2 separate regions of the Mus musculus genome follow, and region 1 is linked to region 2. The links are chromatin contacts, called in public HiChIP or PLAC-seq maps. All regions are on one chromosome and are shown on one strand. The core of a region is the stretch at or near the end of the contact, and the rest is flanking DNA. Distances in the headings are between cores, read along the strand shown. Region 1 holds the start of Mucl3 (mucin like 3). Region 2 overlaps Gm41577 (a long non-coding RNA gene).

Region 1 (5,683 bases), core at 976-3,475, 46 kb before region 2:
TGTTCCAAGCTCTACAGAGAGCCAGTGTGTCTCCAGGCTCTTCCTGTGGCACACATTGCCTCTGGGGCAGGACTAGCTCCTGGATTTGCCATATCTCCCTGCAGGGAGGCAAAATTGCCCCTCTCTGCAGAGAACCAGTGCCTTTGAGACTAGGGACCCTAGAGGAAAGGTGACAAGTAGAAAAGAAAGTAGCAGAAAAGTAAGTTGTCGGGCTGGAAAGATGGCTCAGAGGTTAAGGCTGCTCTTCCAGAGATCCTGGGTTCAATTCCCAGCAACCACAAGGAGGCTCACAACCATCTGTAATGGGATCTGATGACCTCTTCTGGTGTGTCTGAAGAGAGTGACAGTGTACTCACATACATTAAGTAAGTAAGTAAGTAAATAAATAAATAAATAAATAAATAAATTTAAAAGGGTGTCAGTTACTCCCAAGCCCAGATAGAGCCTGCCTCAGTTTCTTCATCCTGCAGGCTGCCCTGTCTATTCTACAGGCTGCCAGTTCTGAGCCATCAGTCTTCCACCCAACTATGGAGGCTCATTAATCTCCCATTAACTGAGCTAATAGGCAGTTGGTCTCCTTTCCCCTTCTTTCCTGATCCAGCCCTGCCTAAGGGTGTAGGCACTTGTCACAACAGACTGGGAGTCCTGTGTGTCCCTGTTGCCATAGATCCTGCATTCCCCGAGGATCTCCTCACTCTCTCTGCTACCCATTTCCCTCAGGAAACAGCAGCCCTACTTCCAGCCCACCCAGGTGACTCACCTGTATGTTGGGCACTGACCTAGATACTGGGGCTATGGATGTGAGGGGGACAAAAAATATTGTATAAGGGTCTGCATTCTATAGGAGGCCAGATTCTATAGGAGACCCACATCCTATAGGGGTCCACATTCTATAGGAAGCCTGTATTCTATAGGGGGTGTTCACAGTGTAGGAGGCCTTCCAGGGAACCAGTTTTAGGGAGGGGAGGGGGCTTCTCTCTCTCTCCAAGATCTCCAGTGGGACTGGTGTCCAAGTGGATGAACTCTCAAGTGTGGGTTCAAAGCAGATATGGAGGTAATTCCCCCTGAGTCCCACAGCTGAGACCTTTCAATGAAAATGGGAAGGCAGAGCTTCTAGACATAGGAGGTCCACATTCTATAGGGCTCCACATTCTATGGGAGCTCTACATTCTATAGGAGGCTAGATTCTATAGGAGTTTGCATTCTATAGGGGTCCATACTCTATAAGAGGTCTACATTCTATAGAAACTTCACATTCTATAGGAGCTCCACATTCTATAGGAGGCTCACATTCTATAGGAACTCCATATTCTACAGGAGCTCCATATTCTATGGGGGTCTACATTCTATAAGAGCTCCACATTCTATAGGGGTCCATAGTCTATAGAAGGTCTATATTCTGTAGGGGTCCACATTTTAAAGGATTCCACATTCTATAAGAGGATCCACATTCTATAGGAGGTGCACATCCTATAGGAGTCCACATTCTATAGAAGTGAGTCCACATCCTATAGGTATCCACATTCTGTAGGAGTCTGCATTCTGAGCAGGGGTAAATGCAGCTTTGAGACGGAGGCAGCTGCTATACTGGGATGGTACAGGAAAGGAGAGAAGGGACAAATGTCCAATAGGCTGGACATGTGGTGTAAGTCCCAGGGTTCCCTGCCTGTCTTGTCCCTGTCACTGCCTCAGCTTCCCCCCACAGCCTGTCCTACCATCTTACACATCTGAAAGCACTTGGCGGGCCACGTGAGGGCTGCCTCAGTCCCTGCCCTTTCACCTGTTCCTAGGGACAGCTCCACCCAGGGCAGAAAGCGTGACCATGTGTGAGTAAGGGGCGTGGAGCTGGCTGACGCCAGAGACACAGGAGGGTGAGTGTGCACCTCCTCCCAGAGCCCGGACCGGTCCAGCGCTCTGTCCAATCCTTCAAGAGCATGGACAGTGGCTCAGAACCTGCAGGCTACCCAGTACTAGCCCTTTCTTCTGTAGGGGCTGGATCAGGAGGCTGGCCAGGTACTCCACCCAGATCCTTCTCGTGTCCCCAGATCCCACCCCTTTGGTGGAACCCAGGTACCTAGCTCCATGACATAGCTGCGGTCTCCCATTATCAGGGCGCCCCTGTGGGGTGGGGCAGGTCCATTTGCTTAAGGCTTAGTTCAGAGTAGCCCCAGCCCCTGTGACGTCAAATCTGACCCCTTATAAGATGAAGGGTCCCTGGTCCATAGTCCCTGAGCAGCCTCCCAGCTCTGACATGGCTCAGCCGACCAGTGGCCTCTATTCTACTTTTGGCTTCTTCATCTGCCTCCTCTTCTTTCCGGCTTCTTGGGAGGCAGGTAGGTAAAGGGGTCACCGTTATTGAGGGGGAGGGCTTGCAATCTCAGTATTGATTGGTCTGGATGACCACTCACAGAAATGAATGAGGCAAGAGGTATGGGTAGCCATGAAGAGTTGCCCTGTGTATGCAGGTCATACAGGAGAGGAATCTCCATCCTGCTGTTTCTTTTGAGACGTGGTCTGAGGGGCTATACCTGCCCAGAGCTTCAAGCTTGCATATAGTGTGTGGGCTTAGCTCTAGGGAGCAGGAGAAGGAGCTAGCACACACTGGGCATTTACTACGTCAGGAGCTCATTGATTCTCATGGTTCTTAGCTCCCATCATCTCCTTAATATCCCACTGAAGGTCAAGGGTATCTATCTTCCAGTGGAAGAGGTATATTTGGAGAGGTAAAGAGAGCATACCTGAAGTCACACAGCTGAAAGGGGCAAGTTCTGTGGGACAAGGGCACGGGAGGGCTTCAGAAGGCTCTTTGCAGACCTGTCTCCTCCATTTGACTCACTCGCCAATGTTAAGGCAGGAAGGATGCTGCCCGTCAGTGCCAGTAACTAGGGTACAACCCGCTCAGCATCAAACATGGTTCTGGGGGTTTTACCCTTGTGGCAGCTCAACAAGGTGCTGTCCCCATCTGATAGGTTTGATAAGAAAAGTTTGCTGGGCAGTGGTGGCACACACCTTTAATCCCAGCCCTTGGGAGGCAGAGGCAGGTAGATTTCTAAGTTTGAGGCCAGCCTGGTCTACAGAGTGAGTTCCAGGACAGCCAGGGCTACACAAAGAAACCCTGTCTCAAGAAACAACAACAACAAAAAGAAAAAAATAGAAAGAAAGGAAGGAAGAAAGAAAAGAAAAAGAAGGAAGGAAGGAAGGAAAGGAAGGAAGGAAGGAAGGAAGGAAGGAAGGAAGGAAGGAAGGAAGGAAGGAAAGTTTAATATGGCAGATGATGCTAGGGTAGAAGGTGGCATTGCTAAGTTGGTTCACTTCATTAACAGACAGTGCTGAGACAGTGCCAGGGAGCAGAGATGGCAAATGTAGGGGAACTGTGAGGGGGCTGAGGCCTCTACAGGAGGGTCTCCATTGTATAGACAGAAAAGCAGAGTTCCCACATCTCTAAGATGTTAGAGATGGGGCAGGAGGGGAGGGGGTTAATTCTGGAAGCTCTTGGGGCATAACAAGCAGCATATTCTTCCAAGAAGGCTCAGCTAGGGGTAAAACTAGGTGGAGGCTCCTACCCCGAGCTCAGGATCTCGCTGGGGTCCCATGGAATGGCAGGGGCAGGGGTTGAGACTCTTTTGTTGTTGTTGTTTTGTTTTTCGAGACAGGGTTTCTCTGTGTAGCCCTGGCTGTCCTGGAACTCACTTTGTAGACCAGGCTGGCCTCGAACTCAGAAATCCTCCTGCCTCTGCCTCCCAAGTGCTGGGATTAAAGGCGTGCGCCACCACGCCCAGCTGAGACTCTTTCAGTGCCTCTGACAGCCTTTATTTTACAGAGGACTCTGTTGGTATCCCGACCTGAAATCCATGCTCCTCCTACCCAGGGAGCTGAAGCTCCCTGAAGTCTCAGCTTCCCTGTCTCTGAACTTACCTGCTCCTCTTTCCCCGCGTCAGCGGAGGTCTACCTGGTGCCAAGCTGCTGCACAAGCAGAACAGATCTGTAGGGTCGCAGAGGAGAAAGCTCGTGCATTAGAACACAGGAGAAAGCTCGCTATAGTCACCTGGAGATTTTCATCAGGACAGAAGGCAGGATTCGGCAGGAGTAAGGGGCGTGGTCAGGGAGGGCTCTTGGAGCATGGCAGCGGGGAGGGGGGTGGGGGTGGGAGTAGGAGAGGGGCAGAATGCAGGGAGAAGATTCGGGGTTCACAGGTACATCTGAGCGAGTTGGTAACATGTAATGAGGACAAAGTATGGGCTGTGAGCCAGGGCTGGGCATATGTCTGGGTTTAGCAGAGAAAGAAGTCAAGGGAGGGAGAGAAGAGGTCACCCAGGGTGGGTGAAGCCCCTGGAACACTGTTCTGGTGTGGCTCAGCGTCTGTCCATGATACCTGTTTGCCCCCAGAGGCAGGTTGGTGCAGAGGTCCAGAGCCTGCACACAGCATTAAATCCTGCACACAGCATTAAATCGTGCACACAGATTAAATCGTGCACACAGATTAAATCATATACACAGATTAAATCGTGTACCTTGCGACATCACTCGTTAACACAGGAGATGTCACTCCTGGGTCTTTCAACCTTTGGGAGTCACAAGTAAATTTGTTGTTTTTTCTCTTTTCCTTTTTTCCTTAATGTACATAGTGGAAGGCAGTGTGCATTCTAAAGTCTTTTTTCTTCTCTCTCTCTCTCTCTCTCTCTCTCTTTCTCTCTCTCTCTCTCTTTTAAAAGACTGATTTATTTATTGTATGTATGTGAGTTCACTGTCCTGTCGCTGTCTTCAGTCACACCAGAAGAGGGAGTCAGGTCTCATTAAGGATGGTTGTGAGCCACCATGTGGTTGCTGGGAATTGAATTCAGGACCTCTGGAAGAGCAGTCAGTGCTCTTAACTACTGAGCTATGTCTCTAGACCGTCCTCATAGCTTTAGACAGCCCTACTTCTGTGGTTTTTCTCTTCCCTTTTGGGATTTCTATGTCAAACTGGGTCACAAGAGCTGCTTGAGGGCCCTTCCCCCTCCTCAAGAGACCAGGCTGGCCTTGAATCTTGATTTGACTTGATATGCTCTGACACCCCCTCTCCCTTGCTGGGTGTCCCTGAGATTACTTAACCACTCTGAACCTTGTTTCCTTGGGTCTAAAAGTTGGGAGAACAGAAAATAATTCTCACCCTCAAGAGGTTCTTGAGACAAATAGATGAGGCTTTCAGGAAATACTCAGCGAGAGTTACCAGTGCTATTGCTAAGGGCTGGCCACTTTTTCTGCAAGGTTCTAGTTTCATCGATGGAAAAATGCAGGAGACTCACAGCTTCTAAGAGCCTGGTGAGGTGTGGAAGCCCAATCATGAAAGAATGTCTCTAGGAAGAAATCACACGCCTTTAATCCCAGCACTCGGGAGGCAGAAGCAGGTAGATTTCTGAGTTCGAGGCCAGCCTGGTCTACAAAGTGAGTTCCAGGACAGCCAGGGCTATACAGAGAAATCCTGTCTCGAAAAAGAAAGAAAGAAAGAAAGAAAGAAAGAAAGAAAGAAAGAAAGAAAGAAAGAATTCAAGTGCTTGACTTACTGCATTAGCTTTCTGTAACTGTAACCAAGTACCTGTGATTATCGAATTCTGAAGATGAAAGTTTTGTTTGAGGTCATAGTTTTTGATGAGTGTATCCATGACTGTTAGCCCTGGTGCAGCCCATTCAGATAGGAATGTAT
Region 2 (5,961 bases), core at 264-2,763:
GACTGCTCTTCCAGAGGTTCTAAGTTCAATTCCCAGCAACCACATGGTGGCTCACGACCATCTGTAATGGGATCCGATGCCCTCTTCTGGTGTGTCTGAAGAGAGCAATGGTGTACTCATATGCATAAAATAAATAAACAAATCTTTAAAAAAAACAAAATAAAAATAAATAAATAAAAATAAATTCAATGTTTAAAAACCATAAGATTTATGAATATTTAAGATCTGTACAAGAAGAAGAAGAAGAAGAAGAAGAAGAAGAAGAAGAAGAAGAAGAAGAAGAAGAAGAAGAAGAAGAAGAAGAAAACAACATCCGGGCATGGTGGCACATGCCTATAATCCCAGCACTCGGGAGGCAGAGGCAGGCAGATTTCTGAGTTCGAGGCCAGCCTGGTCTACAAAGTGAGTTCCAGCAGGACAGCCAGGGCTACACAGAGAAACCCTGTCTCGAAAAACCACAGGGGGGGAAAAAAAGATCTGTACATTACAGTGTTGTAAATTTTACCGCGTTAAAATAAGAACAATGTAAAGGGTTTTATAAAATGATATCCTGAAGCAGTGATTCATTGCTCAGCTACCTGATTCGTCACAGAGCTCTCTCCTCTTCAGCCATACCTTTATTTTAAGACCTCCATCCTTCCTTCATCCTTGCATTAAATGTACAAAGAGCCTGCTTGGAGCCTGAGAAGGTCCCAAGAAGATGGGGAGACGGGACACACAGGGCGGGGAAGGCTCCAGGGATGACCTGCAGGTCACCGTGTGGGCAAAGAGACAGGTTTATAGACAGATGAGTGGCAGGCTGTGCCCAAGGCTTTTCAATTGTCCTGCCCCAGAGGGAGGCTAGAAACTTGGCTCAGAGGTGGGGCTGCTCACAGGCAGGAGACAGGTGGACCATGAAGAATTTGGGGAAAGAAACAAGAATCCAAGAATACAGGCTGCAACTACAAGCCAGGGCGCGGCCAACGAGGGTCAGAAAGATTGTGGAGCTAGAAAGCGTAGCACAGGAAAAACGGTGGGGTTAACACAGCGCTAAGGATGCCACACAGAGGAGTCAGGAGTTAGGCCTGCCATAACAGGAAGCCAGCCAGCAGGGCAGTATAAGGAGTACGGAACAAAACACAAACAAAAGCAAAAACCAAGAGCAGGTTGACCACTGAACAAGGGGAAAATGGAGGACAGAATCAGGCCAGAAAGCTCCACCAAGCCCCAGCAAACAAACACACACACAGCCAGGGGATCCCCAGCGTGAATGGGAAGGAAGCAAGAAAAATGAGGATTTCAGGACATCTCTGGCCAGAGCTTTCATTTATTCTTTAATAATTACATACATGTATATACTGGACCTTGACCATACCCACTTTCAGCTCCTCTGTGCCAACATATCCCTCTCACAATGCCTCACACCCCAAAACAACCCCTCACCTTCACCCACACACACCCCAGTCCACCCAGCACACCCCAGCACACCCCGTTCATATTTTCACATTTTCTTTATTTTTCCAGTGACTCACTGAGTAAGCAGGAGCTGCCTAAAGGAACATGGATGATCTACCATTGGCCACACCCCCAGAGGAGAACCATCTACCTGCACCAGCAGCCAGCAGCTGACAATAGCTCCTCAGATGGAGTGAGTTTGGGGTGAGATCTCCCGAGTCTCTCCCCATTCATGCTGGGGTGTCTACTATCTTGATCGTGTGCTGGTCTTATGTGAGAGCTCAGAGCCTCAACCAAAACCACAGAGCAGATGGAGCAAACTAGGAGGGTAAAGTCATAAACAAAGCCCACCCACAGGGACACTTCCTCTGCCAGTGTCAGTCTCCTAAACCTACCCAACAGCGACCCCAACTGGAGACAAAGTGTTCAATACCAGAGCCTATGAGGGACTTTCCTACTCAAACCACCACAGGATGCATTTGAGGGAGTATTGGGAACTGGGGTAGAAAGGAGGCAGGAGTGGGTTTGGGGTGTGAGAGAGAACTTTGCTGAGACACAGGGAGAGACAGAAAGAAAAGAAAGAAGAAACTGTAGGAAAGATGAAGGGGAAGGAGAAGGAATGTTGAGAGGCTGAAGAGAAGGCAGAAAGGGCAAAGGGGGAAGGGGAGAGAGCACAGAAAAGGGGAAGTGGCAGTCAGAAAGAAAACACAAAAATACAAACAAAAGGGCTGAAGAGATGGCTCAGTGTTGGGAGCACTGACTGCTCTTGCAGAGGTCCTGAGTTCAAATCCCAGCAACCACATTGTAATGGCTCACAACCATCTGTAATGGGACCCGATACCCTTTTCTTGTGTGTCTGAAGACAGTTATAGTGTATTCACACACAGAAAATAAGATAAATAAATCTTTTTTAAAAAATACAAACACAAGTTAGGTGTGCTGAACACAGTAATCCTAGCACTTCAGGGCTGAGGCAGGAGGATTGTGAGTCTGAGGCAAGTATAAACTACAGAGTTAGGAAGATGTAATTCAGTCGAGAGCTTACGTCACATACAAGAAGCCCTGAGTTTGGTCACCAGCACTGTATAAAGTAGGGACGGTGATGGGTACTGTGATCTCACCATCTAGAAGGTAGAAGCAGGAGGGTCAGAAGTTCACGGTCATTCTCAGCTACAAGGAGAGTGTGAGGCTAGCCTGGGCTATGTGAGACACCGCCTCAAGAAACAAAGGAGAGAGAGATGGCTCAGCACTTGAGAGCATTTGTTGCTTTTGCAGAGGACCTGGGTTTGGTTCCCAGCACCTATGTCACCCATAACCACTTGAAACTCTACCTTCAGGGGCTCTGACACCTTCATCGAGTTTATGGGCGCTTGTATACATGTGGTACACACACATACACTCAGGCAAATGCGCATAAATATATATTTATATATTTACATGTATATTATATTTAAATTTATATTATATTTACACACACACACATATATACATATATAATTTTTTAAAAAATAAAGTATGACCTAGGCCTCTGTGTTTCTCTAAGACTTGACACGGTGTCTTCCTTTCCTGCCTCTCTTCCAAAGATCAAGCCTCGCCGTGTTCTGGGCTCCTCGAGGAGGAATGGCTGCTCATCTTGTGGTCTGGACCTAAGAAGCAGCTGCTCACTGCGATTTTTTAAAAGTGGCAGCTTGTGAGCCGAGCCAGCCTGTTCGGGTCGGTAAAGCCTCTTTAATTGATGACTGAGGCCATTATACACTGACCTCTGCCCCGAGAGGCAAAGCCACAGCCCCCGAAACATTTACACACGTGAGTAAAACCGAGGGTGATGAGCACACAGTTAGAATGCTCAGGTAGTGACACCTTGAAACATTCGGAAGGAATTCGGGAGGGAAGTGGCCACAGATACTTGATTCATGCATTGGTCATGTGCAGCACTTACCGGCAGAGGCGGGGAGCACAGCTCAGTGGTAGAGCTCCTACTTGGCACTAAGGAAGCCTTGGGTGAAATCCCCAGCACCCACAAAAGTTCTAGTAGAGGGTGCATTTGTGACCTTTCTTCCTGCTACCACAAAACACCTGACAAAGAGAACTTGGGCAAGTTGGCTTTATTTTGACTGGAATGCTAGGGTATAGTCCATCACGGTGGGGGAGGCTGGCAGCAGGAACCTGAAGAGATCGGTAGTCGCATTGTATCCAATATCTGGAAACAGAGGGAAAAGATGAATAAAAGATGAATGCAGTTACTCTCGCTTGCTCTCTCTCTCTCTCTCTCTCTCTCTTTCTCTCTCTCTCTGTGTGTGTGTGTGTGTGTGTGTGTGTGTTCACGCGTGTGCTGTCTACCTAGTACCCTCGGAGTCTAGAAGAGGGTATCAGATCTCCTGGAACTGGAGTTATGGATGACCGTGAGCCACCATGTGGGTGCTAGGAACAGACCCAAGTCCTCTACAAGAGCAGCAAGTGCTTATAACCGCTGAGCCTGCCCCTCCAGCCCTCCATTTCCCTTCTTTATTCACTTCAGGATCTCTGCTCTCGGGATCATACCACCCGCATTTAAGGTGGGTCTTTCCACTTCTATTTTAACCAAACCTAGAAACTTCCTCAAGGATGTGTGATGTCTCCTCCTGGATCCTGAGGTGCTGACCCTCCCAGTGCGGGATGGTCACTTTCTCCAGCTCCTCAGCCTCCAAACCAGAACTAATGCAGGGCATGGATGGCTCCCAAACACCAGGCCCTCCTCATCTTTCATAGACAACACAAAACAAAGGTGCACGGTATGGAAAATAAGAGGTACAACTACACCCCTATATCCCAAAACGTTAAATTTTTATTTTGTTTTTTGAGACAGGGTTTCTCTGTGCAGCCCTGGCTGTGCTTAGAACTAGCTCTGTAAACCAGGCTGGCCTCGAACTCACAGAGACCCACCAGTAGGGTGTGTTGATTGGTTGAAGATGGTTGCTGGTTTGTTCTGGGGACGTTGCTCTACAACAAAGAGCGGCCCTGATTTCAGGAGATGGGTCTAATCTGAGCCATCCCACAAGAGGAGGAAGCATAAGTTAGGGACGACCTCTGACTACAAGAACACCTTCACCTCTGTGAATCCAGGACTGAAGTCTCTTGCAGAGGATCCGGGTTCCATTCCTGGCGCATACCTGGTGGCTAGAATTTTATCCTTTTAAAATGAACTAATATTTATACCAATAAAAGCATGTGGGGCAGGAGCTATGGTAAAAACCTGCTAGCTTACCAAGGCAACCTTTTTTTAAAACTATTTACAAAATAATCTCTTTACAAGCCTGATTCTACAACTAAACTGCTAGCTCTTTAGAAATCTCTTTTTATCCTACCACACCACACTAATCTATCTTTATTTTGAGCTCCTCCAAATTCACAAGGGCTCCTTAGGTCTCTTCCCTCAAATCCTGTTTTATCTGTGTCCTGCCAGCTGCTTCTCTGCAAGCCCAGCGAGAAAATCCCTATCGCTAACCTGGAGAATCCCTATCGCTAACCTGAGGCTTCCTCCATGAAGCTCTTCTAAGCCAAACACAAGAGACCCCAAAGAGAGTGCCCCAGAAGAGCGCCCTCAAAAGTCCAGCTGCTATAAAGAAATCTCTAGCTCCTCCCCTACACACTTGACCATGTCACCGTCATGGGGTGGGGCTCCAATCCAAGTCTATAGAGGCTGAACCATTTCACCCTAGTAACCACAAGACCACTCCCAAGCAATTTGCCTTAAAATAGACAGGAACTTTCGATTCTTATTTATCAAGCCTTTAGAGGCACACCCAAACTTCAGGATCTTTCCTTTCCTTTCCTTTCCTTTCCTTTCCTTTCCTTTCCTTTCCTTTCCTTTCCTTTCCTTTCCTTTCTTTTCTTTTCTTTTCTTTTCTTTCTTTTTTTGTTTTTTTCGAGACAGGGTTTCTCTGTGTAGCCCTGGCTGTCCTGGAACTCACTCAGTAGACCAGGCTGCCCTCGAACTCAGAAATTCAGGATCTTTCTAAGCTTGTATATTTTACTAACAATTAGGTTTTCTATGAACCATAATCCAATAATCTGCAACGACCATCTTTAACGCCAGTTTCAGAGGATACAGCACTCTATTCTGACTTCCATGAGCAATGCATACACATGCTGCACATACATAAAGCCAGTGAAATAGTCATACACAATAAATTTTAAAAATATATACAATACATGTATAAATATATATTTTATATTTATAATCAATATAAATATCTATATTAGAGAGAACAATGATGTCTTATATATGTATACATGTGTATATTTGTATATGAATATACATTATATTGTATATGTACAACATATAATCTATATACAATGTATATACTATATATACAATGTATACAATATATAAATATATAGTATATACACAAATACACACACACACACACACATATATTCACCTTACTGTGTAATAGTTCAAAGGGTTTCTTTTTCCTAACTGTAACTTCGCACCCACTAATCTATTTTTTTCTCTCTCTCTTTTCCTCCTTCCTCCTATCATACTTT

Evidence for each region. HiChIP or PLAC-seq counts read pairs in DNA pulled down with a chosen protein or histone mark.
Region 1: a contact with region 2 is called in an HNF4G HiChIP or PLAC-seq map of pancreatic cancer cells. The contact joins the promoter of Mucl3 here to the enhancer-like site in region 2. A contact is called at or near these places in 16 of 39 promoter capture datasets (the 3T3-L1 cell line, 3T3-L1-derived adipocytes, the C10 cell line and 10 more), 2 of 15 datasets of contacts at CTCF or cohesin (both in embryonic stem cells), 93 of 484 Hi-C or Micro-C datasets (the AML12 cell line, B cells, the C2C12 cell line and 42 more), 15 of 115 datasets of contacts at active chromatin or transcription factors (CD8 T cells, the NIH/3T3 cell line, a colorectal cancer cell line and 7 more) and 5 of 9 other capture datasets (adipose tissue, embryonic stem cells, liver and 2 more).

Annotation. Positions count from the first base shown.
Region 1 is chr17:35,640,237-35,645,919 of GRCm38.p6, reverse strand. Mucl3 (mucin like 3) reads left to right here and starts at 2,225. Exons shown (of 3, transcript NM_001033366.3): 1 at 2,225-2,333. The coding sequence starts at 2,252.
Region 2 is chr17:35,593,138-35,599,098 of GRCm38.p6, reverse strand. Gm41577 (a long non-coding RNA gene) reads right to left here. Exons shown (of 3, transcript XR_876776.1): 3 at 3,525-3,634. Among named protein-coding and RNA genes, the nearest start is that of Gm41577, 7.5 kb to the right of the region's middle. Within about 2 kb of position 1,513, at least 12 of the 459 cell types and tissues checked have an H3K27ac peak or open chromatin away from gene starts, as enhancers often do. A contact at or near this core is called in the HL-1 cell line and pancreatic cancer cells, where this site is marked.